Regions from separate parts of the Ovis canadensis genome. Here region 1 is linked to region 2. Evidence: chromatin contacts called from public Hi-C data. All regions are on one chromosome and are shown on one strand. Each heading gives the region's core, a stretch centred on a gene start, on an enhancer-like site or on the middle of the called end of the contact. The rest is flanking DNA. Distances are from core to core; before and after follow the strand shown. Region 1 holds the start of REV3L (REV3 like, DNA directed polymerase zeta catalytic subunit). Region 2 has its middle 53 kb from the start of TRAF3IP2.

Region 1 (4,955 bases), core at 2,286-4,785, 60 kb after region 2:
GATCTCTGAGAGGACCAGACAATCAGGCTTGGATAATACATCGCTAGAAACAACATCCAGAAAAAAACCACACCAGGAAGAACATTCATCCCACATCACATTGCTATTCTAGCAGAAACCCACCGTAGCACCTCTTGCCACAGCACCTAAGACTCCCAAAACGGATGCCAGAATTCCTCCCCAGCTACTCAGAAGAATCAGACACCTCTGCCATGGTGTTTGCCAGAAAATCCCATTGCCCTGAGTGCAGTTGAGGCATTGTGTTGCTCATTTTCAGGTCTATGTCTTGAATGGGCACATTTGATTGCTGGAAACTAGGTCGCATGGAGTGAAAGGCTGAAGCTAGCTGGTAATCCTCAGCTTCTTCTCCAACTAACTCCCCATTCAGTGAAACCACTTTGATAGCCTGGGAGTATTCACACAATGAAAATTGGTCAGTACTAGAAATCAGGGTCTTTCCCCTCCTCCAGCCATCCTTAATGACTTACCAGCACACCACTCATCCATGCCAGTACTCCAGTTGCAAGGCAGTGTTGAAACAGTATTTTATAATTTTCTAACTTCTGAAGTACAGAAAAGCAAGCTAGAAGGGGGTTGGATAAGTGTTGAGTAAGCCATCTTATAATATCTGCCAAAAAATTATGGTATCCATTGCTTTCTGTTCTAGATTATAAACTGCTAAGAGGCAGATGCTAACAGACATTGAACAGCATTGGTATAGAAGGCTGAGCAGGCTTTTACTAAAGGCATGACATGATGAGCATAGGTCAGTGAACCAGAAGAGATGATCACATGTTCATTGATATGACGATAATACATTTCTGTGATGCTAGACTGTAAAACCTCTAAGAGCAGGAAACATGTCTGCTTCTTTTGTCACTATATCTCAAATCATTTGGCAAACACTTAACAGTAACAACTAAAAAAGATGCTTTAAGGTTATTGAGTATAGAGTTCAATTTCAGCATTTCTCATATTGTATGTAGGTAAGAGTTCCAAATGATTTTACTGTTTTCAGATGAGTTAAATGTCTGATGTCAAAGATTATTAGGATACTTTTATATATATTATCTCATATAATATCCCATAAAAGTTAAAACAGGAATTACTCTCCATTTAGATGAGGAAAGAAACCCCCCAAAACAGTTATCTTTCCAAACTCATTTACCTAGTAAATGATGGTTTTTCATTCTCTAACTCAAGAGTCCAGAGCTCTTTCTTACCTCTGAAGAATATATTTATAAAACACATTTGACAGTGATTAATTAGGGGAGTACTGTCAGGTTTTCAATCTGAGCATTAATTTAATTGCATGTAACTGGACACAATATCCTAATTTCATGCTGCAAATGTTTTTCTTCAAGAGTGAACATTCCTTCCTTGGAGTTCTAGAAGGATCGGAATGGTGGTTGCAACTGCCTTTTCTTAAAGTAAATGATGTTGATTTAAGAGGTAGGAGGAAAGAAAACATTTTCTAGAAATAGCTAATCTGTGAATTTGATGGTTGCTAATTGTTTAGTCACTAAATTGTGTTCAACACTTGTGACCCATGGACTGTAACCCACCAGACTCTTCTGTCAATGGGATTTCCCAGGCAGGAACACTTTTACCTTTTTCTAGTTAGGAATAGTATAAATATTATGGGTTTACTAGATTGTAATATAATACAGACATTCATGATTTTATATTATCAAAGAACCACAACAGCGGTGGGTGGAGTTGCTAACAAGACAGATTTCCAGGTCCCATCCCTCAAAAATGTGATTTAGTAAGGGCCAAGCTATTAAATCTTTTTTCAAAATTTTAAATTTTAAAGAACACTCTAGTGGCATAGAATACTGTGAGAATCACTGGTACTGTGCATCTGATATTCAGCTTGTACAAGATATTTTTCCAGAAAATGCATTTTGTATGGTAGTCCTTTTTAAAAATCACTTCCATTGCCATCTAAAACTTAAACCAACTTAAGAGATTTTGCCTCTTAAAATACTAGGTAATTTTCTGGATATTAGTAGAAATCTTGCAAGATATGTTTATAATCATGCTCTCAGGTTGAAAACGCAAGCTAATTTGATGCGGTAATCAGTCTCGAATTCCCTGGAGCACAGATTCTTATTAGCATTTTATGTCGTGGAATTTATAGACAGCTTACCAGTGCTCTCCCTTTGAGCTTTCTGGTTTTCCTACTTTGAGAACCACAGTATCTCCAAATGAGAATCTCTCACAACACTTCAAATATATAGCAACCTATTAACCATTAAAATACACCTGGAAATACATGTGTGAAAGAACGATCTCTAATTTGGATAGATTGAAAATGACTGTCAAAAGTCCTAATTCAGTAGCATATTTCAAACTCGAAACCACGGTTTCTGCCGTCTACTGCTTAAATAATTTTACTGGGAGGAAACTCTTACAAATTTTTAAGTGAAAACTCTCGTTTCACAGGTGAGCAAACTGAGGCCCCGGAAAAAAACAATTTGTCCAAGGTCACGCCCAGTGTTAGTGACCAAGTCAGACAAAAACCTAATGGTTCCAATATTATGGACAACTCAGCTGCATCGCTTACTACACTTTTAACCCCTTGCTTTCACAACTGCACCCCTCCTTTTTGGATGAAGTTGTTTCGTCTAACGGGCCTTCCCTTTTGCTTTCTGGCCTTAGGCTAGTAAACCCTCACACAAACCATTAATGAGTAACACTGGGAGTCCACATCTGATGCGGTGACTTTCATGGGCCTTTTTCTTTGGCCGAAAATTTCGCTGAAGGGCTCTTAATCCTACATTCCGCCGAAGAAGGCAGGGGAGGAGGGAGGTCACTGGGAACTGACAAGTCCTTACATGTCCAGGCGCGCGCCCGGGACGCAGCCTGCGGGCCCCGGGAGGAAACCAAGGAAGGATATACTACGGCGAGAGGGAAGCAAAGGGGCGGGAGAAAAACACTGCGGTGGGAAATCCCTGTGCACTGGATCTGCCAACCCCTGGCAAAGATGAGCAGAGCCGAGCGTGAATAAATCTCATTAAGCGGCCGGGTGCAGACACTGCAGAACGGCGGCAGAGGCGGGGGCCCGGCGTCTCGCACGTTCGGGAGGGAACGGCGGGGCGGCCCTTTTATAGGCCGAAGCCCGCGCTCGCGCGCCCCCGCCCCTCGCGCCGCCCCCGGGCCACGCGCGAGGCCGCAGCGTTACCTGAGAAGGGCCGGCTGCGTCCGCCACCCCCGCCTCCCGCGAGGCCGAGGCGGCACGAGATCTGCGCCTCGCCTACCCCCCCACCCCGCCCCGCTCCCCCGGGCGGGTTTTCTTACCTTGTAAAAGGCCGTTTCCGCGGCTGCCCCCGCCTTCTCTGCAGGATGTGAAATGGCGGTCGGCGAGGCGAGCGCGATCGCCGCGGCTCCGGCCAATCCCGCCTAGCCGCCAAAAAACGACCCTGAACACTGGCGCCCCCCTCCCCGCCGGGCCCTCCGAGCCCATCCATGACATCGGTGCTCCGCCGCCCCCTCCCTCCGCTGCCCCTCACCCCAGGTGGCCGTGCCCAACGGCCGAGTCATCGATTCCCCGTGCCCAGCGCGGGCCCGGCTCTCCTGCAGCCTCCGCCCTCGCGGCGTGCCCGGGGGCGGGGGGAGAAAAACACCTACTCGGCCCCCCGCTTGGGTGTCCCGCTCGGGTGCCCGCCCCGCTCCCTCCCTTTCCGCCGTGTCCCCTCCCCCAACTACTCTTGGCCCTCCCTTCACCCCACACGCTCACACACACACAACCCCTTCTCCCCTCCCCCAGTGGTTGCGTCCGTGACATCATCATCATGGCAACAAGAGCTGCAGCCGGGGACCGAGGAGCCCGTGTAATTCCCGGCGGCGGCGGCAGTGGCGGTAGCACCAGCAGCAGCACCGACGAAAGCGCGAGGGCTTCTCCCCGGTCGCCCCTCGCCGGGTGCTCCTGAGGAGGCGGCGGCAGCAGTGCCCACGCCGCCCCGCCCGCCGCCGCGGCTCGCCGTGTCTGAGTGTGAGGGGAGGGGGCGCCGCCGCCGCCGCCGCCGCCGCTGCTGTGGGGCCGCCGCTGCGGAAGGAACCGCCGCTGCTGCTGCCGTTGCCAGGTCGCTAGTGAAGAGGAGGCGGCGGCGGCGGCGGCAAACATGTTTTCAGTGAGGATAGTGACTGCCGACTACTACATGGCCAGCCCGCTGCAGGGGCTGGATATCTGCCAATCCCCCCTCACCCAGGCCCCTGTCAAGAAGGTGCCGGTGGTGCGAATCTTCGGAGCGACCCCGGCAGGTAAGCGGGCGCGGGGCGCGGGCGGGAGCGGCGGGCGCCCGGGCAGCTCTCCCCGCCGCGCACTCGCGCGCACGCCGCCGGCGCCGGCCCTCTCGGCTGATCGCCGCCGCGTCTTCCCTCCCCTTCGCCCTCCTCGCCTTTTCCTCCCGAGCATGACAAGAGGCGCAAAAATGTGGGTCCGCGAGAGCGTTCCGCCCCCTCCTCCCCCCATCCAACCCCAGGCGGGGAGGCGGCGGGCGCCGAGTGTTTACACTGCGTGGGGCGGTCGGGAGCCGGGTCCGCACACTCGGGGTCGCGCGGGCAGGCGGAGCGGGCGTCGCTCTCGCCCCGGAGGACGGGGTCAGGTGGCCGCGCCATGTCTTCCGTGAGCGGGCGCGCAGGGCCCCCCTCTGAGGTGGGTGACTGGTGGGACCTCGGACAGCCTCTGCGTCTCCCAAGTGCCCCTTGCTGGACGCGGCTTGAGGAGTAGGGAAGTGTCAGCTCTGTTGTCAGTCGCTCCTCGTCGCCTCTTCTCAGCAGCGCTCTCCTCTGCCCCTTCTGGAGATGCTGTGGGCTTAAGAGTGGCGCCTGGGGCCAGATAATCTTTCTCATTGAAGTGACCATGTGGTTCTGCTGTGAGGGCAGATCGTAACTGCTTAGAGTTTCAAGTAAAGCCTCGGAGTCTGGGGGCAGGGCTGCGCCCCCAGGTG
Region 2 (4,546 bases), core at 210-2,709:
CCAACCAATAAACAACCACCCAAACCAAAAAGGATGAATGAAATCACCAATACAAATTTAATTCTTGTATCATTTATTTCTGCCCTGGAGTCATTGGTCTGGAAAGGACCTAAAACTCACGCACCTCTGCAGTTTTGTTTTATGCATGAGAAAAATGGGGTACAGAGAAACCGTGGCTCCACCAAAGCCTCATCCTCGGGCTAGAAGCCAGATAACCCTGGCTGCACATCTGCAGACATTTATTCTGTGAACCTAGAACTTTTCTAGGGTTTGAAGGTAGATTTATTCAGCAAATGACCCAGTATCTCCTGGAGGTAAACTGAGCCTCATGAACATAGGCGGCCTGAGGGAAGCTGCACCGCGGTGGCTAAAGGATTAAATGATCACGTTGCAACTTGTTCTGTGGGAAATTCTTTGGGGAATTAATTATAGTTGTGATTACATGGAGTGTGACTTTTCTTGAAGTCGTTTGACATATTTATTTTATCCTGCTCGTCCAGGAAACAGGCACAGTTGAAAAGACCTTGACACCTTCCAGAAGCCTACAGACAAAACCTGCTAGGAGATTGGTTTCTTTTTGTTGTATCTGTCAATTTCCAAAACAACAAAGCAAAGGTTTTTATTTTTTAATACTGTGATGGTCATCTCGCCCTCCCTCCTTTTTTCTTTTGTCCTCTCCCCTCTTCTGATTCTATAAAAGTGACCCTGGTTGGAGTGATATATAACTGTTTGGAACACCTGCACTACCTTTCAGATGAAGCAATGAGAAATGGATGGGTCTGGCTACCTCTCCTGTGGGTAGTGGGGAGGCTTTGGGAAGAGATGAACGTCAACAACATAAAGGAGCCCGGCTCATTCAATACAGCTGGCATTTGGGAAGGCCTGGTGCCCAGGCAGGACAGCATGTTCCTAACATCATACTGATTTGTTTCATTTTCTATTGCAAAAGGCTTTCAGATAGAATCATGAGATGCTGGTGGGAGGCTTTCAAAGACCCTGGGCAGTCACGTGCTGCCAACCCACCCACGTGTGCCACAGCCCCTCCATCTGTGCCATGCTTTTACTCACAAATCTTTAGCCTCAAGCCAAGCAGGTGGGACCTGCAAGGGGGATGCTCAGTGTAGTTCAGTTCTCTATTGAATCTCCCAAGGACTGTCTGAGTCTGGGGCTCAGTTACACTTACACAGGTGTTTAGGAAGTGATATTTGAGCCTTTGGTAAACAATGGAAGTCTTGGATCGGCATGTACCTGGGCAAAGGTGACCATGGTCTGGACCTGCCTGCTCTTTTCCAGAAACACTTGTATGGAAGGCGTAATTGCAGCCCCTGTGTCTCTCAGGACCTGTGAACCAAGACCAGGAGGGCGCAGGCTTCTTGCCCTTTGCCTGACTTCCCTTGGCTCCCTTCACCAGGAAGGTGCTGATGGTAGATGGCAGCGGGGGAGAGAGAGAGGGAGGGCGAGAGAACTCATGCCTGATGGATCCCATTAGGCTTAGTGTGCAAAGCAAGTTGAGATGAAGTAGCTGCTCTGGTATGCGGCCAAAACTGCTGTTCTATTTTTAGTCCCTCCCGCGTGCTTCTCAGCCCCGCATTGTAAGCCTGGGCACCTGGATCGGCAGCGAGACAGGGAACTGAGCCACTCGTTTGTAAAGCTGGAAGGAAGGAGGCCATTGATGCGGGGCTTGTTTATCGCTGACAGGGAAGGGGGAGCTGGAATGTTAATGAGGATGGCTCTCTGAAGCACGCCTTCATGGTGAGCTAGGAGTTCAAAGGAGGAGGCAGGCTCAGTCCTGTGCCCAGCAAATGTGAACTGTTGATAGAGGGAAGGAGAAATCAATTATGCTGTCGCAGGCCTCATGTCATTGTGCTGGAGTTGTTAGGAAAGGTAGGACAAGGACCAGATCGCAAAAGGAAACAAAGCCACATGGCCTTGAAGTATAACGAGTTTGCCATGGCAACTGATGGAAATGAGCCTCCGGGGCCCTGAGCAGGTGTGTTATCTTACAGAATAAACAGACTTCTCTCACTCCCAGGTTTTTATAATAAAACCTGTGTTTGGATTACTTTCCCCCTCCTCTTTGTTACCCGGAGAAGCTGGCTGTTGCTCAATCAGCCCAAGGCTCTGGTGAGGGAAATGTAATCAGTGTTATCAAAAGGGCTGTTTTTGAAAAGCTGGCACTCGGCTTGGCCGCCAGCCTCATCGCTGAGCAGCAGCTGGGCTACAGGTACCTGTCTGGCCTTTGCCACCTTCCAGGTGATGCCTGGCCCAGAAATCCGCCTGTTCATGCGTTCAACGGTGTGATGGGGAGGTGGGGCTCTCATGCTGGTGGTGGTCAAAAGCTGCAATCTTCCAGGGGGAGGGGAAATGTGTTTAGGTGAGTCTGGGACCCAACCAGTTTTCAGTATCTTGCATTATCTGGGATATGGGCCAAGGGTTCCTTGGGTTCAGGGATTAACTGATTCTATCTCCCAGTCTGTTGCTATAACAAAGTTCAGTTACTCAGAAACTTGCAGAGAGCTGCTGTTTCTCTGAGCTTTAAATCCATCTGAGATGGGGTCTGAGGTGACAGATTCTCATGTCCAAAATGTACACAAAATATGGAGATTTTGTAAAACCCTCCTAAATCAGAAAGAAAAGTTGACAGTCTATTGTTCCAAGGCCTAAACCAACACAGCAGGATGGTACTATTTTCATTGCTCTCACTTTGTGACTAAAGGAAAACTTCCATTCTGGCTTCAAATTGAGTTTCAAAACAAGATGCTGTTGTTTGAGTTTCAAACAAGATGCTCAAGAGTTTCATAACAGGCTCTTAGGACAGGGACAATTCTATTCTAAAAGTGAAGTAGTTGCTCAATCATGTCTGATTCTTTGTGACCCCATGGACTGTAGCCCACCAGGTTCCTCTGTCCATGGAATTCTCCAGGCAAGGATACTGGAGTGGGTTCCCTTCTCCAGGAGATCTTCCCAACCCAGGGATCGAACCTGGGTGTTCTGCATTGCAGGCAGATTCTTTACCATCTGAGCTACCAGGGAAGTCCAGTTTTACACTAGGTTTGGGCAAAACACATCCAACCCAAGAAGAATTGTGCCACCAGCTGTGTCTAAAACTCTCAGGCAGCAGTTACTGCTCCACAGCACTACACTGCACCCCCTGCTTCTTTCTTTCCTCCAATAAGATGACCCATATCAGCTCCTGCCCCTCTGTAGAGACCTATCCCCCCACACAACGCCCTGGTTGCCCCTCCATGCATCGCCTGATCTTTAAGCTTGGTAAGAAAAAAGTGGCCTGAAGAATGGATTTAAGCTATGGTGTCAGTGTGGAAACGATTTCATGCACAAACCGTCTCAGGCAAAGTGGCATCACCAAGGCCAGGCACTAAACCATGCTGTGAGGTAGGCTTAAGGGTGGGGGGGCATTCCAAAGTGGATGGGCAGGGCCTTCCCACATTGAAACTTTTGAAAGTCAAGATTCTAAACTAGGTCTTTGGATAGCAGCATATACTTACTCTTTGAAAAGACACACAAAGCGGAAGTTTCTGATAACCCAGGGTAGCATGAGAGTTCCAATGCATCATGTTACCATTTCTAAAGAAACTGTCCTGCAAAAGCTAAACCAGAAGGGTCAGGGGTGTGGTGGGGGGATGGGGAGGTTTAAGCAGCAGTCACAGGTCGGCAACCAACCTCCAATTACTTATTAAATGTCTACTATGTGCAGGGGGCTCTGCTTGGCACAAGGATCGGTGAGACATGCTGTTGCCCTCCAACTATTTAAAATCTAACTGAGGAGCTAGGCTATCCTGTGAGAAGAGAAAACCCAAGGCAGCGTACAGTAGAAGCTGAGCAAGTTGTTGGGCCAGCTGGTCCCTTTTCTCTGGTCCTCATATGACCGGGGACTGAGCTCTCATTTATGCAGTTTCAAGGTCAGATCTTCAAAGAAGTGTGAGATTGGAGATTTTTCCTAATAGGAGATGTGCTCCCTCCTCCTAAACACATACACCTTTTAGATTATAATATTCAGAGTCCCTATAAATCACCATGTAAATGAGATCTGAGTTAGGAGACAGAATGTAAGAAATGGGAAAGTATAAAAATGCATCACAGTGTGCACATTAAGCCAATAAATGACAGTGCAGCCCACAGGGCATATATCAGTCCTCTGTAAAGAGCAGCCTAGACACATGCCTCAAGGAGGGCCAGGCAGCACTGTAGGTAGTGGCAAGGTGAGGAAGTGCTACTTACATCTGGGGTTGGGGGAGAGACCTGGCTGGTGCTGGGATCACCTTAGAGAGAGCAAAGGGATTCATGCACTCTGTTGGGTAGGTTGTAGAGAATGTTTGAAGCTGATCCTATCAGCTAAATATACAAGTAACTGAGCCAGAGAGCAGAGAATGATAACGTGCTGGAATGGACAGAGAGACTCTCCATGAATGAGTACAGGCATTGTCTGAAAGAAAGAAAGTGAAAGTGAAGGTGCTCAGTCGTGTCCGACTCTTTGCGACCCCGTGGACTGTAGCCCACCAGGCTCCTCTGTCCATGGGATTCTCCA

The links. Hi-C and Micro-C count contacts between places; a contact is called where the count stands out from the background.
Region 1: a Hi-C map of fibroblasts shows a contact between it and region 2, with 2.0 times the contacts expected there. The contact joins the promoter of REV3L here to the enhancer-like site in region 2. A contact is called at or near these places in 2 of 2 Hi-C or Micro-C datasets (fibroblasts and lung).

What each region holds. Positions count from the first base shown.
Region 1 is chr8:36,988,728-36,993,682 of ARS-UI_OviCan_v2, forward strand. It overlaps REV3L (REV3 like, DNA directed polymerase zeta catalytic subunit), which reads left to right and starts at 3,536. Exons shown (of 33, transcript XM_069598110.1): 1 at 3,536-4,266. It overlaps LOC138444735 (neuroligin 4-like), which reads right to left and starts at 4,191. Exons shown (of 6, transcript XM_069598111.1): 1 at 3,516-4,191; 2 at 3,304-3,405. The coding sequence starts at 4,129.
Region 2 is chr8:36,931,087-36,935,632 of ARS-UI_OviCan_v2, forward strand. No RefSeq gene overlaps it. Among named protein-coding and RNA genes, the nearest start is that of TRAF3IP2, 53 kb to the left of the region's middle. Within about 2 kb of position 1,460, the one cell type or tissue checked has open chromatin away from gene starts, as enhancers often do. A contact at or near this core is called in fibroblasts, where this site is marked.